Linked DNA regions of Anas platyrhynchos: region 2 is linked to region 1. A link is a contact called in public Hi-C data. All regions are on one chromosome and are shown on one strand. Each heading gives the region's core, a stretch centred on a gene start, on an enhancer-like site or on the middle of the called end of the contact. The rest is flanking DNA. Distances are from core to core; before and after follow the strand shown.

Evidence for each region. Hi-C and Micro-C count contacts between places; a contact is called where the count stands out from the background.
Region 2: a Hi-C map of skeletal muscle shows a contact between it and region 1, with 2.2 times the contacts expected there. The contact joins the enhancer-like site here to the promoter of EHMT1 in region 1. A contact is called at or near these places in 2 of 8 Hi-C or Micro-C datasets (skeletal muscle and subcutaneous adipose tissue).

What each region holds. Positions count from the first base shown.
Region 1 is chr18:4,813,299-4,818,528 of IASCAAS_PekinDuck_T2T, reverse strand. EHMT1 (euchromatic histone lysine methyltransferase 1) reads right to left here and starts at 3,068. Exons shown (of 25, transcript XM_072025447.1): 1 at 2,928-3,068. The coding sequence starts at 3,044. It overlaps LOC119713115 (a long non-coding RNA gene), which reads left to right and starts at 2,996. Exons shown (of 3, transcript XR_011804037.1): 1 at 2,996-3,085; 2 at 3,579-3,752; 3 at 4,171-5,028.
Region 2 is chr18:4,888,597-4,893,826 of IASCAAS_PekinDuck_T2T, reverse strand. It overlaps EHMT1 (euchromatic histone lysine methyltransferase 1), which reads right to left. Exons shown (of 25, transcript XM_072025447.1): 5 at 4,905-5,041; 6 at 3,121-3,201; 7 at 957-1,077. Among named protein-coding and RNA genes, the nearest start is that of EHMT1, 76 kb to the right of the region's middle. Within about 2 kb of position 2,091, at least 8 of the 8 cell types and tissues checked have an H3K27ac peak or open chromatin away from gene starts, as enhancers often do. A contact at or near this core is called in subcutaneous adipose tissue, where this site is marked.

The DNA of each region.
Region 1 (5,230 bases), core at 1,819-4,318:
CAGAGCCCTCTCCTCGCCTGTGACACCAGCTGGCAGGAGTAAATGAGAGAGGAGGAAGGGCAGGGCAGGCCTGAAAGGAGCCCTGGACTTTGCGTCACCTGCAAAACAGAAAGCGGGAAACCGAAGAAAATCGTCTGCGCGCTGACTGCTCAAAGGCACTGCTCATTAGGTCCTGGCTTCTCCTATTATCACTCCTGCACTCGGTGGCCTATTACAGCAACCTCCTTCCAGCCAGGGACCCATGAATAGGAAGCTCTTTGACATGAGTGAATGTTGCCCCTTAATCCAGTAGGGAGTTCATTGCACAGGCGGAGGACTGCCTACAGCGTGCTCCCAGCACCAGCTGGCTAAGGGGATGAGAGCAAGGATCAAAGCCGGGGCGAAGCCGCAGCATCGCGAGCCTGATTTTCAAAACCGCTCGGGCTGGCGAGCCCTCGCCTTCAAAACGTGGGGAGCGGCCAGGTGCTGAACTCACCGAGGATCCGCTCTCAGCTCAGGGTGCTGAACAGTGGGGAAATCTGTCCTCTATGTGGCTTGCACGCCGTCTCTTCGCTTTAAAGATCAAAGCTGCATCTCCAGAAAAAAAAAGATGTTACAGATCTGAACAGGAAAAAAAAATGATGAAAAATGCAGTGTAACTTCTGAGGAGAACCACTTCATTCAAAGCCACACGCACACCTTGCTTCCTGCTCAGCATGCAGGCACCAGCCTTCCTGAGGTGAGCATGAGCCTGAGGAAAAACATCGTGGCTTGAAATCTGTGTTTTCAAGCTCACACCGAATGATCGTTTCGGGAAACACACAGGCAGATGATTCTCTTTACACCAGAACTGATGGGAACTGGAGTAGCAGCGTCAAACTCGGTGAACTTCTGCTATCCTAAAACTTGCTGAGCGAGGTAAACTCAGTCCCTCAAACTTGAATTTTAGCCCTGCATTCACAGTAGGTCTAAAACACGTAAAAGCACCAGAGCAGACGGGATACGAGGGACCTGCCAAAGGAAGCCAGCAGCACAACCCGTCTCTGCAGCGGGGCGCTCAGTGACTGCAGCTCAGCCGCGAGGCGGCCAGAAGGCACCACCACCGTGGCTCCCCTCTGAGAGCAGGTGAAGCCTTGGTGCTTGCACAGCTTCTCCCTCATGCACCAGCCTCACAGTTTGGCCAGGAGCTGCTCTGTCCCGCAAGGTTTTATCTTCAGCCCACGGGCTGCCGGAGCTCTTCCTGCAGAGGCTGGCGTGGGAGCTCGCTGCAGGCACACGGTGGGGCCTTTCCAGCCCCCCAGAGCCCCCCAGCTCCAGGCTCACGCCTTCCCCCAGGACTGCACCGCTGTGCCCCTTGCTACCGAGTCAAACAGCCCCTCGCTTCTGCTCCGTCTCACACTGCAGCCGTGGGATGCCAGCCCTTGTGCAGAGCACCCAGTGCAGGCTCCACATCCCAGCTGCATTTACAGCCCCCAGCTTCCACCCTCTGGCCTCAGAGGGGTACAAGCAAAGCCAGAGCTGGCCCCAGATTTAACTCAGCGTAAGGGGGAGGGGAGGAATTAAACTCCAAAGTAGTCACCGTTCCCTCCCTGTAATCCACGGCAACATCTGTGGGTATTAAGCCCGGCCCTAAGAGCAACGCTTCCTAACGCTCCCCACAGGGCAGGCCCAGGTGGGACTGCTGGGGGAAGCCCCCTAACAGGAGCTGTGTGGCTGCGTTTCACGGCCAAACCTGGGCACGAGGAGCTGCGGAGCTGCGGGCCGTGCATCGCCCTGCAACAGCTGAAGGGAGCTGAAGGCAACACCAGGCCATGGAGCCAGGGGACCACCTGTGGGCTTGTTATTTCACCACAGCACCCGGCCGTTGGCACAGCCCAAAGCCAGGCAGCGGGAGCAGGCCCTGCGGTGTGGATGTGACGGAACAGGGAGCAGAAGGAGGAAAGGCTCGGACAGCACTCAGACACGGGGAACCTTGCTGCTCTATGGGTCACACAGCGTCCCCATAGCAGCCCCAGCACGGCCCTTTGGGCACGGTGTGTGGTGACCCCCCCCCACCATCACCCCCTGACCCTGTCCCCGGGCACCACGTCCCAGGACACCCCCAGGAGCACCAGGGCCCCCCTGGCGGCCCCCTCCCGGTGCCCGCCCGCTCTGTGGGAGCAGAGGCGTCTCCGTGCTCCCACCCTGAGGCCGATTTCTGTTGGGACAGGGCCGGGGCCGGGCGGGGGCAGCCGGGGGGTGGCCGTGCCCGTGTCACCGACACGTGGCCGTGCCCGCTGAGGCAGCCCCGGGGCTTTGTGCGAGCGGCCCCGCTCAGCCCCTACAGCCCCACACAGCCCCCAGCCCCCCCCCCCATAGCAGGGCTGCCCCCGGCCCCCCCGGCCCCGCCGCTGCCGCCCGCCCCGAGGCCGCGCCGGGGCCCCGGACCCTGCATGGCAGCGGCTGCCCCCGCCCCGCTCGGCCCCGGGCCCTGCATGGCGCTGGGCAGCAGCAGCGAGCGCCCCGCCGGGCCCCGGACCCTGAATGGCGCCGCCCCGAGCCCCGCCGCTTGTATGGAAGGGGGGGGGGGAGGCCCCGGAACCTGGATAACGCCGGAGCCGCTCCCCGCAGCCGCCTGTATGTGAGGGGGGGGGGGGAACCCCGGACCCTGCATGGCGCATACCACCGGCCGGGCCGCGGAGGGGTGTGACTTATACAGAGTCCCGGGCCCCCCCCGCACACAATGGCAGCGGCGCCCCCATTCTTCCCCCCGCAGGGGCCGGACCCAACCACGGCGCGGCGGGGGCACGGCCCCCTCCCGGCCCGCGGCACCAAGCGGCCGGCACCGGGCCGTACCACTGCGCCCCCCCCCCCCCCACCCCCCTCACCACCACCCAGCCCCGGCCGCCTTCCCTTCACACCCCCCCCCCCCCCCCGCCCGGCAGATGGACGCCGCCGCCCGCACTCACCTCGGCATCCGCTGTGGCCATGGCCGGAGCCCCGGAGCGTAGCCCCGCCCCCGCGCCCCGGCTCCGCCCCTCTCCCCTCGTTCTTCTCAATGGAGGCGCTCCGTGCGCAGGGCGCATGCGCGGCGCATCATGGCGGCCCCCAGCGTGGAGGTTTTGCCGTACGGCAACATGGCGGCGCCCATAGGGAGGGGGCCGTACGGAGAGTAATGGGGGTGGGATGGGGGGGAGTAATGGGGACAGGATGGGGACAAGATGGGACAGGGAGAGGATGGGGACAGGGACAGCAACAGGGTGGGGATGGGGGGAGGGGGACAGGACGGAGGGAGAGCAATTGGGGTGAGATGGGGACAGGATGGGATGGGGACAGGATGGGGACACAGGAATGGGGTAGGATGGGGACAGAATGGGACAGGGACAGGAACGGGAGTGGGGTGGGGATGTGGGAGAGGGGGGCAGGATGGGGGGGCGGCAATTGGGGTGAAATGGGGGCAGGATGGGATGGGGACAGGATGGGGACACGGGCAGGAACGGGGGTAGGATGGGGACAGGGTGGGATGGAGACAGGGACAGGAACGGGGGGGGTGAGGTGGGGATGGGATGGGGACAGAACAGGACAGGGACAGGGACGGGGATGCTGATCTCAACCACCAGGTGCTGGCACCGTCTGGTGGGCACAGACAGGAGGGGAGCAATGCGGCCGCCCCACAGGTGCCGTGTCCAAGGCGGGGGCTCCAGCGCTGCCAGCGGGTCCCCAGCACATCCTGACCCCCACCGGGGCAAGCGGGGACACCTCTCACCCTCACCCTCGTGAAGATAACGGCCCAGGTGGGAACAGAGCGCTCAGCACGGGGGGGGGGACTTGGGGACACAGGGACAAACCCCTCGGCCCTGGGCAGCACAGGGGGGGGCTGAGCATTATTAGCGATTCCCACAGCCAGACACCGCCATCACCCCCGGGGAGCGGCTCCTTGGGCACCGTGTCCCTTCCCGGGGTGGCGGGGGTGGCCGTGTCCCCGTGGCCCTGTCCCCTCACGGCCACGGCCCCCCCAATGCCTCACACCGGGGCCCAGCCCCCGAGCTCCGCCCGGTGCCGGCCGCTGCTGCCCCCGCCCGGCCGCGAGGCGCCTGCAGCGAGGGGGGCGGCGGGGGGAGCCCGGCCCGGGGCTGGGGAGGGGGCCCCGAGCCCCTGAGGTGCGAGCGGGGCCCCCAAAAGGCCCGGCACAATCCCACCCCCACCCCTCAGGAACGGCAGACGCGGCCTTACAAAAGGAGAACTTTATTTATGTTTTCTGCCCTTTACATTCGGTGGTTAAAAACCCCGGAACAAAAATGAATTTGGCAAAAACCGAGAGCTGTGAGGAGAGCCCCGAGAGCCGGGAACCACAGCCACTGGTGCCAGACAAGGACGGGCGCCTGCGTTCAGCGTTTGACCCCACCAGTCCCTCCAGAGAGGAGGGATGGGACGTGGTCCTGTTGCACACAGCTGGAAATGTATTAAAATACAGAATTTCTGTCTATTTGTATTTCTGTATATTAAAACACAGGATTAAAAACCAAACAGCCCCAGAGCACCCCTCATCTTGCGTCTGAGAAAACTTCCTTCCCCAGGCACAAGCAGAAAAGATTTTTACAAAACTCCCGAAAGTTCAGCGGAAAGCTAAAAAAGAAGCCAACGTCCACCAAAAAGAACTGGAGGAGGTGTCGAGGCGAAGCCCTTGTGGCCCTCCCAGCGCTGCAGGCCCACCCGGCTCCTTGGTGCACCCCGTGAATCGCAGCCCCGGCAGGACGGGAGCCGGCCGAGAGGCTGCAGACAAAGGGAGGCAGCGGAGCTGCAGCGTGCTGGGGGAAGCGCCCGCAGCCAGCCCACAGCTTGATGAAGATGGATGGGAGCAGGGCAGAGGCTGCGGCCTCCCCACGGCACGCAGGTGGGGAAGCAGCAGCAGGTGCCAAAGCGGAGCTTGGTGGGACACAAGCAGCGAGGAGGAAGCCGCAGCTATGGAGGCTGCACGTGTGGAGAGCGGGACAAGGACAAAGACATGCCGGACAAAAAAGCAGCAGCAGTAGAAAGGGGGTGATGATATTTTTGGTATTTTCCATTGAATGCTGAGTTTGGAAACAATTGTCTCACCAGCTTTGCTCACACCCCACCATTTCCCCTCCCCATTTTGAACAAGCCGAACAAACAATTGCTTTAAAAATTGAGCCAGGAATTTAAATGAATTCCTACATACTAACGTTTCCTACCCAGAGCTGGGTTCAGAAGCCAGGTTTTTTTTGGTCTTTGTTGTAGAAAAAAGAAATTC
Region 2 (5,230 bases), core at 842-3,341, 76 kb before region 1:
ACCAGTCTGCATCTGAAATGAAGAATTCGCTATTTGCTGTGAAAGGGATCAATGGCCCCGCTTCCTTTTTAGAAGGGGTTTGCCTCGGGAGGAACAGGAGCACGTCAGATGAGTGACAAACGCTAGGCACAGCCCAGAGGCTGAAACGTGGTCATTTAGAAAAGAGGCACCAACAAATTTAACTATAAAAAGTGGCCTGTTTGCAAAGAATTAACAAACACGGAATAAACTCTTTGATGGCTATGGATGTGTGAAGCCTTAATAAAGATGCTGAAGGCACAACTTCACTTCAGAGAATGAACTTTTTCTTTTTAAAACCTGTCTTGTTACTTTTCCTGAAGATGAAGAATCAGATCCAGCCTGCTTCCCCACTCTCCCCATCCCACAGCTTTCAGAAGACAAAGGGCACTGAAAACTTCTCTGGAGTGCTGGGTAACTTGTGAGTGCCAGGTCAAACCAGAACGGCCGCCTGCACTACGTCCGCACCATGAGATGTGCCAAAGGTTGCTAAATTACACGGTGTGGTGCTTTCAGAATAAGCAACAGCCTGCACACTGCATTCAGCTGGACAAACATCCACAAAAAGCAACAGAGCATCACTCTGGGACGGCTCTTCCCCTTCCTTCTGCATCTAACCAAGCCCCCCAAGGTCACAGTTTACATGAACCACGCGGTCTTTGTTTGATGTTCTGAAATAAGGGGAGCACATGAACAAAAAGACATTTATCCAGCATGCCAATGATGAAGTTGCCTCATAGCTAAACTGCTGTAAAAAGTGTGGACGTGAGCCTCACGTGAGCGTAGTGAGATACAAGCTCAGACCCCGGTTCACCATGCAGCCTACCCTCAAAAGGATCAAAGAGCTCTGCCTACAGCCCCTGCCTTTTGGGCCTTGGGTCCTTACCCCCTGGAAGGCTACCTTCTGTGCAATTAAAGAAGAAAACACAATCAGTTACCTAGCACACTGGCTTGTTTCTTTTTATTCCTCCGTCTCCTCTTGCGGGTGGGTTTCAGCCATGGGCTGTCCGTCTTTCCTTTCCTCTTCAGCAGCTTCTTCTTGATGCTGGACTCCGAGCTCTGAATAACCAGAGAGGCCACGGGCATGTCAGGCATGTTGGTACCAGCACCCCCGCAGTCCTTTGCGCCCATGTGGAAGAGCCCCACACAGCCTGAGTTGTGTGAAAAGGCCTTCGGGACTGGGGGTTTGAAATCAAGTGGTGCAAAGATGCCTTTATAGCGCCAAAAAGGAAACACAAGCACACGTGTGGGTGTATTTCCTGTCATTTCAATAGTGCGTGCTTCACTTTCTCTTCCATGTAGGCTCTTACGCCACACTCATCACAGGAGTAGCCGAGCACCTCTGTGCAGCAGGGTAAGTGTGCAGTTACACACACACTTTTAGCTTCTCCCCAGAAAAGTTTTTTTCAAACTAAAATATTCACATAGCTCCAAAGTCGTGCTAGGAAAAAACACAAAGCTGTCTTGTACCTAAAAGAGCCAGCTTAACAGGGTTGGGACAGACCCTGGGGAGTTTAACCCTACAACAGCAGACAGGCCCCCTCCCTGAGCAAGGTACTGGGTGTCACGTCAGCACAGCCTGACCACGCAGCAACCTTCAGGCATGTATGAATCTAGACAGGGTTTAGGGTTTTTGTATGTTTGTTTTAGATGCAGAAAATACAGGTGCCTGGGGTGGGTTTTCAAAGTCAACATCAGAACAGGGAACCGGGCACCCCAACCCTGTAACCCGGTGTTCAAAGCTCCAGCCATAACAACCGTGTTCAGACTGAAACTGCCGGCTCCTGAGGGCTAACCGTCACCCACTGAAGCCTATAAAAAAGCTGCTGCTGCCTTCAAGAGAGGCTGGATCAGGCCCTACCTTCATGGCCTAGCTTCAACAGGAAGCGGGTGCTGCACCCTGAGCACAGCCGGGCAAAGGTGGTGCTGAGTGCTGGCTCCCGGGCAGCTCCGCGGCGCTGTCTGCACTGCCCTGAGGATAACTGTGCCCGAGCACGGGCTCGCCTCTGCCTCGCCACGTGGCTTCCAGCAGTTGCGTCACAGCGCTCGTGGGTGAGAGGTTTGCGTTTGAGCCAGTCCCTGTCTGGGTTGCTGACTGACTCACCAGATATGAGCACAGCAAAAACCACGGTCTAGGATGTGTAGATATGAGTTGGGTGTTCAGACTTGAATGTAAACTCAACCCTTGGCTTGAGCCAGCACTGCAAACGTGCCTTGGCTGCCCCGTGAAAGGCACAGGCCACGCAGTCCTTCCTGCCTAGTCCTCTCTGGCTCTTGTAGTGCCAGAGAAGGAACAAGATTCTTCAGAGTTTCAACAATTGATTTGGTTTAGTTACTTCTACCTTCAGCTCAAACCATCAAGACAATGAAGTCAGTAATTTTCTCAAGGTGACTGAAGTGGGGTGCCTTAAATGCTGGCTCCTCAACTTGAGATGCTGTGAAAAGGGAGCACAATTTTTAAAGTAAAAGGGAGGGCGGGGAGACAACCAGTGAACAGCAATTTCAAAAACAAGAAAGTATCAGGTTACCTTCACCAGCCATCTGAAAAACTAAAAGTAAAAATCACCAACAGCTGGTGAAAATCTTGCTTTAGCACTGTCTGTGTGCTGTTTGTACATCTCCCCGGTAAGGGCTGCCAGCTCACATGGTAGTGAGGTGACACGTCAAATAGATGTGAATTTGGACAGTGGCTGGCCCAACAGATTCGTGAACAACTCCACCTGGACTCTGACAATGCAGGCTGAGCTTCAGCTTGTTAAGAAAACACTGCTGGCTCGCACCACGTGCCAAGTCTGCCTCCAAAGAATTCAAGGACACTTAAATATTTCTACTAATATTCGAACATAAAAAGCAGTCAACACCTTGTTGAAAACAACAAACAAAAGCCCATTAATTAGCATCAGAAAGCAATTAATTGTATCACAGATCATGGTTAAGCACCTTGTGGAAAACAATACTCTGTGTGTGGGCGGCTCCTGCGAGCGAGTTTTGTCAAAGAGACCTGAAACTGCACTGCTTCTCTCTCTTTCTGGCAGCAGTGCAAAGGGGAAATTATTATCAGCAGGACAAAGGCTTTCAGGTGCATTTAGCAGCCGGGCTTACCAAGTCAGACTCATCTCCATCTTCCTCCTCCTCCACAGACTCTCCAGACTCTTGCTCCTCCTCGGACTCGCCATCATCCATCTGCAGCCACCAGCCCAAGAAGAGAAAGAGTCAGTCACGCCAGGCCTCCCAGAGCACCGCACCCCCCAGCACCCAGCTGCCCATGTGTGCACTAACGCCGTTTCCTCTCCAGGACAAGACCTCCAAGGCTGTTAATGCACAACATGGTTCACCCATCAGGATGGTACAAGAGAAAAACAAAACCAAACAAAAAACATTCAACTCCAGAAGAAAGTTTCCGAACCAAATCTCAATTTCTCTGATTAGCCAGAAACAGCCTCGTACCTACGCTACGCAGCGTGATTTGGGAGAAGTTAACTAAACTAATTTTAGTGCTTTACCAGCCTGTAACAAGCAAGGGTAGGAAGACATCTCTTACTGGTTTGGTGAGGAACATAACTAAACGTCGTGGGGTCCTGCACATGCACTAGACCACAGAGCATTACATAGCAAGGCTGAAACAGGAGGGCAGGTGAGGAGACTCACGGGGGAAAGAGGGAGCAGGAAGTGGTCATCAAAAGCCTCACTTCCACCGCTGTGCTTTCTGCCACCTTGCAGACTAGAAAATCCTAGAAATTGCCTCAACTGACGCCACTCCTATCCCAGGGGTGTAAGCAGTGTCCCGTCCCGCTCTAAGTCCTGCACGGGGCATGTGAATACCTTTCTGGCATTGTCTGCGTCAGACGCGCTGTCTTTAGAGGTCCTGTTATCATCTGCAGGAAATGCAGCTGCCTGTTCTGCTCCGTGATCATCCTCCTCTTCTAACTCATCAGAGTCTTCCTCTTCAGAGTCTACATCTATGCTTTCCCCATTCACATGAGGGCTGACATCACCTAGGTCCTTTTCACTCTGGAAGTTGTCCAAGCACATGAGCCACAAAGACAACATCAATTCATAGCACAGAGCAGCTGAACCCATCCCAGACCGCCTCTGTGTTAGAAGGCTTACAGCTGCCAGGGGAAAGCTGGCTTTATGTCCCTCCAGAGCTCTTAAACGCTGCCAGCAAAGCCAGCCCCAGCGCCTGCCGTGTGCCACCTAACCCTGTCAATCTGGGGAACGAGACACCACGAGGAGTCATCCCAGCCTCATGTGGCTGCACGAGGCGTTACGGGGAGGGCTGCTGGTCAGGAGCTTTCGGCCAGCCCACGCAGCCTGATTTAAACGTGGAAGGGCAGCTCCACCGTGGAATACCAAGGGCGCAAAGAAGGTTTCTAGGGAATGCGAAGGGACGTTAAACCAGAGTGAGGAATTTTTACTCCGCTCCATGAAAGCGTAGTGCTCAAAGACCAAAACTTCAGGGCCCAAACTGCAGCAAGAGCAGAAGCTGATCAGGAGGGAATCCTAGGCTAAGGTCTGTTTTTAAGTAACTGCTTGTTTTGCCTTTCAGCCTCAAGCAACGCTAGACAGCAACCTTGAGGACTCCAAAACAAAAAGGTTACCGCACAGCGTAGGCTTGAAAACTCCAGTTCCACAGCACTCACAGGACAGAAAGGAAACGTTCACTGGAAATGTTTAAGAGCTGGTATCTCAACAGCCACCCTCAAAAAGCCATTTTCAAAGCAGCGAGGCTGCTGCGAGCAGGATGCTGTCACCAGAGAGATGCAGACTCAGAACAGAAGATGCTGGCGGCAACGAGCCAGCATGTTCCCACACCTCCCCATGGGGTTGGTGTGCCAGGACAAGGGGCCAGGACAAGTGCCCAGAAGGCTCAGCGCACCCCTCACCTTGGCACCCGCAGAGGAATGAGTTATGCTCTTAAACATCTCAATCATTGTTCTCTGTTTTAACACTTTGGTCTTTTTCTTGGGAACCAGGCTATAGGTTCCCATTCTCCGTTTTTTCTTCCGAGATACTGCAGCAGCTGCAAAAAAAGCAAAATAAACCCAAAGTTCGTTCAGAAATGAAAAGAAGGGGTAGAGAGTGGAGGCTGTAATGTGGGAAACCATATTTGAGGGCATGATCTGAGAGAAAAGGCTTCCCACTCCAACTAATTTGTTTACAATTCAACTAAATGATGACACACGCATACGTGCAAACACACCAAGAGCTT